Linked DNA regions of Bombyx mori: region 2 is linked to region 1. A link is a contact called in public Hi-C data. All regions are on one chromosome and are shown on one strand. Each heading gives the region's core, a stretch centred on a gene start, on an enhancer-like site or on the middle of the called end of the contact. The rest is flanking DNA. Distances are from core to core; before and after follow the strand shown.

Region 1 (2,681 bases), core at 105-2,604:
TTCATTGTCCTAACGTTTATATAGGTACTAGGTTTTTCCGGTTCATTATTCACAAAAACGAAAATAAAATACCTTTTTTTGGTATAAAGTTTGCTTTTGTGATAGTTAAGATAGTAATAATACTCATTTTTTTTTTTTTTTATAAATTTTAATTAAAAAAGCCGCGCTATGAGAGTGGGGTGTTTACGTTTACGCAGTGCCACTAGATGGCACTCCAGTCATAAACAACAATCAGGTGTTTCGTACAAGCCCAGTAAAACTTAAAATGTCACGAAGTGTAAATACGATGCTGATGAATTTTGTTTCATATGTGGTCAATTTATAAAAGTTCAAAAGCAAACTGTTTCATGCCATGTATTTTTTTCGTCTAATTATGATCTAAAATATCGAAATTTTATGCTTTGCAATCAAAGTCAAATTTGGTGTTGACCCGTGTTATCCATTCACAGACGTTTGAAACAAGCTTGAGTTTCACGTTTTATACTTTTCTCGACGTGAGTCACGAAATTCGAAACAAAATTCATTCGTTAAAATTAAAATAGTGTCTTGAAGCTCCGAACTGTGTATTGTAATAATGTGAAATTCTCAGATACGAAAATATTTTGCTGAGAATTTCTACTCTTCAGAGTTCAATGTCCTAGGAGGTTAGTGAACGGAAATAGTAAATGATCTAGGGCACCAATTTTATTGTTTACTTTCGCCAGGTATTTTTTAATAGTTGGAACATCATATAAACTGATTAAAGTGTTTTAGGCATTTTATCTACGCGGAATGATCAGCGTCGCTCAACGGATATCGTCAATGCCAGGGGCTAAAAACTAAGCTTCATTAAAATACATTGTTTGCTCAAAAAACTCCATGAAAATTAATCTGTAACTGTCTCGTTTTTACCATCGCACCGCCCGCCACCAGAGTAGAGTTCATCCATACTACCTGGAGCCACTGCGGTCATCCACAGTGCGTTTCCAGAGATCTTTTTTGCCACGTACCATCCGGCTATGGAATGAGCTCCCCTCCACGGTGTTTCCCGAGCGCGATGACATGTCCTTCTTCAAACGAGGCTTGTGGAGAGTATTAAGCAGTAGGCAGCGGCTTGGCTCTGCTCCTGGCATTGCTGAAGTCCATGGGCGACGGTAACCACTTGCCATCAGGTGGGCCGTACGCTCGTCTGCATCATACAAAGGCAATAAAAAAATAATAAAAAAATAAAAAAAATATTACAAAACAGTATCTACATTAAGAAATAGTTAATCGAATACACACTGTCTTGAAAATAATTCCGTAATAGTTAGTAAGTAGTAGTCAACCATTATAATGACTCGAGTTCATAGATCAAACAGCGATCAATTTGAATGTGCAAAACGAGAATAATCAAGTTTCGAATGCACGAGAGCAATTGTTATTGAAGCGCGTCCATTGAACTTTATATTAACTTCTGTAAATGAAATATCATCGGCCGGTCCCAATTTCTCAATGCGGTTTATTTTATAGCTTAGCGAGCTTTAGATGATTGTATTATGTACTTCTACATATGTATACAGGATTTAGGGACACGTTTGCTTCCTCCACTAATTAACGTAACTACATGTACACACTGTCTTGGGTATTCAGAATTTATACCTTCGGTCGAATCTTGTCCATTCGGCGGTTGTTTTCAAAAAACGCCTTTAGCATGTTAGTACATAATTTTATTTAAAAAAATATTTTTATATTTCAATTTAAACGGAAAACGAGATTCGAATCGTAAACTGAATTTCAATGCTTGTCGTTTTAGCTTGTTATCCAAGTCGCATTTTACGGCACCATGGACATCGGGCATTAACCAGTTCATACTTTCTCGAGTTGCGTGGATTATTAATATGATCTTAAAGTTTCGTGTAGGAGTAGAGGGCGTCCACTTTGCTTCTTCATTGTGATCAGTCGATTAATAGAATTTATAAGCAGGAAGGGAGTTCGTTTTTATCTTATACCTTTAAACGAGCAATTCTTGTATATTAATATGTATATAATCTGAATCTCGGAAACGGCTCAACGATTTTCATAAAATTTAGTATACAGGGGATTTCGGGGGCGATAAATCGATCTAGCTACGATTTATTTTCAGAAAATGTTGTTTTATTCGCGTTTTTAATAATCAACTCTTCCCGACGTCTATTGGCGAATAATAATATTTTTCTTAATTGAGGGCAACTAACCGCTTTAAAGACACAACAAGATGGCGTTATCAAAAAAAAACCGAGCAAAGCTCGGTCATCATCTAGTAATGGTTACACTAATCAGCATTTCCTCTTCTCTTTGTTTTCAGGAATGTTTCTCTTACACCGTATATACATATCGACGCTTGAAAGGCAAACGTGACTAAGCGACAATGCGTGAACTTTACAGTAGACTAATTTAAAGTTGAAATACCTGAAATCAAAATTTATTTTAACGAATCCAGCTGTAGTAGAATCTAGCTAGTAGCTGTAGGATTGAAATAATTTTAATAGACCTAGAAATTTATTTATTTTGCGCATCGAATATGGTTATTGCCTATCATCTATGTATAAATCAGTTATTGTCGCTTAGTCACTTTTGCCTTTCAAGCGTCGATATATATGTATGTGCATGTATTATATACGAACATTCATCTGTAAAGACTCAAACCAGATCTGCTGACCTCAATTTTCTAATTGATTGTG
Region 2 (2,681 bases), core at 66-2,565, 43 kb after region 1:
TTTGTACCCGCCTCGGGATCCGAACACCGTTGCATCGCTAGATACGAATGCACGGGACGTCTTATCCTTTAAACCACGACGATTTATCGATGGACACTAACTAATAAAGGAACATAAAAAACCACATAACGCGTCGACAGTATTGCGTTGGCTAATCAAGCCGGGTCGTAATTAAAAGGCAAGTACCCGCTGCGCGTCGCGGTTTGCGCAGCGTATATCCTCTCCTAGATTTACTGTTATGGCCAGCGCAGACACCGTAAGACCGTCTCCCGACACATCTTCGGCGTGACTTATCGTCTTCTCGCCCTAGAAACTAACACTTTAAGTGCAGTTTGTTTCGGTGATAAAGCTCGCTCGGACATAAAATGTCTCGACAAGAAACCAAACGGAATTCACGTCTTCAAATGAACGATACGGATTTCTTAAATATTAGAATTTTAGAAACTTCGGTAATTATAATTTAATGTAAACAAAATAAATGTTTTTTTTTATTGCTTAGATGGGCGGACGAGCTCAAAGCCCACCTGGTGTTAAGTGGTTACTGGAGCCCATAGACATCTACAACGTAGATGCGACACCCACCTTGAGATATCAGTTCTAAGATCTTAGTATAGTTACAACGGCTGCCCCACCCTTCAAACTGAAACGCATTACTGCTTCACGGCAGAAATAGGCAAGGCGGTGGTACCTACCCGCGCGGACTCATAAGAGGTCCTACCACCAGTAATGTAAAATGTGATTTAATGGTGTTTCATTTTAACCTAATCTACCGCAACTCGTATATTTACGAGCTTTTAGCTTATTAGCTAACAATATAAGATAGCTAAGATTCCCAGTTTGAGTAAGAATTGGATTAAACATATAATGGAATCTTGTAAGATAGCATCGTCATTATTTTAATTTTGGTACACACCAGACCCGTGTCTCGTGTTGGGAACAATGTTTGATTTAATCCTCGACTGTGAATGGTTGGATATATATATATGTACATCTTATCAACTATTCAAATTATATTGCTTTTTTTTCTTTAATGCTTTATCAAGCTTAAGCTAGTGGTGTTCAATTTGTTTCGGAAATATTAGAAATCACATAATTAATACTATCACTCACCTAGAGACGTGAAATCAAAGTCCCAACTGTATTATAACATACATATTATTATTATAATAAGAGTTATCCTTTCCTTCAAACCTAAACACATATTGGCGCGGCTTAACAATCCGCTGGTAAATTCACTCATTTATAAATTTTGCGAGTTTTGACTTTTATTACATTACATCGTGAAAGGCGTTCGTCAACAAGTATTATGTCAAGATAAGTACGTAGTAGCGATGTCGGGGGCCTTATACTACGAGTATAAGCCACGACAACTTCGAATGAATATTATCAATCTCTACGATGATTTTTAGGAAAATATTTCATTCAAACATTATCTTGTAAAATTTTGGTAAAGTTCAATATTAAACAGGTTTCTGGTCACTTACTACAGTAAAAATAGTACAAGAAAGGCATCATCCTAACGATTCTAATGCGTTGATATAGTGCTTTGTAACTAATTAAAGCCTCAAAGAATGGTTACAACGGCTCCGAAGCGGTTAAAACTCAAACCCATCACTACTTCGAAACATAATAGCGCGAATGAATTGCGAAATAAACTCGCCGAAACTTAAACACGAACCCGGCACTACGGTGTCGAATTAACGCTCGATGTCATTGATCGATTGTGCCGGCCCGAAACGAGGATTCCCTATTTAGTTTCGGTCCGGACACAACTCTGCCCGAATACACAATGCATTATGTGTACCTGGCTACCCATCTAAGTTATAAAAAAAAAATTGGTAGCGATGAACTGCATTCGTAATATTAACACAATTTCATTGGGTAATTTTAGTAAAATTTCTAATAGTCTACATTTTTCATGATCACGGACGACTAAGATGTTATACGTCGACAATATGACCACTAAAACTGTACATACAGTATTCAAAACGTCGGCAGTTAATAATGACAAAATAATAATGATAATATTGTCAATAAAAAATGCAAAATTAAATTCTTACAGTAATTTTAATTATATCTGTCTCGTGAAAATCTAACGAAATACTATATCATATTATTTTGGATTAAAAAATAAATGGACGACGATATAAATCAATATCTGGAGTTTGCCAAAATTTAATATCGCAAAGTAAAAAAATCGGTGTCAGGAGGTCCTTTATCTCATTTCGTTGACGGAAGTTATTTGACGTCATTATTTTTCGGATCCTCGTCTTTGTACCGTCCCTGGTATTCCGTTTTATCTTTGCTCGAGAGCATTCGATGCTAATAAGGTAAAAAATGTGAATTAATTAATTTATAATTCTATTACGAATTTCATTAATAGAACCAAAAATACTGTGATAGGTAGTGACACCCTTGATGCTCCAAAAAAATTTTTTTTAATCAATCGCTACGTCACCGTACATTGTAGGACTACATGTTAGATGATCTTCAGGATTTGTACTACTACTAATCAGAACCGGTATCCTATTGTATTCGGACCTGATGGTAGAAATTGTTGCCCCAAAGAGGTTATGCATATACCTTCTTGTCTATTTCTGCAATGGCGCAAGCGTGGGTTCCCGTTTAAATGTTAAGATAGCTGTAATTCTAATCAAATTGAGGTTTCGGTCATGACGAGA

What was found. A called contact is a pair of places that touch in the nucleus more often than the background predicts.
Region 2: a Hi-C map of whole pupa shows a contact between it and region 1, with 2.2 times the contacts expected there. The contact joins two enhancer-like sites. A contact is called at or near these places in 3 of 7 Hi-C or Micro-C datasets (posterior silk gland and whole pupa).

The regions. Positions count from the first base shown.
Region 1 is chr9:11,903,622-11,906,302 of ASM3026992v2, forward strand. The region is part of intron 1 of LOC101744335 (mannosyl-oligosaccharide alpha-1,2-mannosidase IA); the gene reads left to right. Among protein-coding and RNA genes, the nearest start is that of LOC101744335, 24 kb to the left of the region's middle. Within about 2 kb of position 1,355, at least 1 of the 8 cell types and tissues checked has open chromatin away from gene starts, as enhancers often do.
Region 2 is chr9:11,946,661-11,949,341 of ASM3026992v2, forward strand. The region is part of intron 1 of LOC101744335 (mannosyl-oligosaccharide alpha-1,2-mannosidase IA); the gene reads left to right. Among protein-coding and RNA genes, the nearest start is that of LOC110386078, 56 kb to the right of the region's middle. Within about 2 kb of position 1,316, at least 2 of the 8 cell types and tissues checked have open chromatin away from gene starts, as enhancers often do.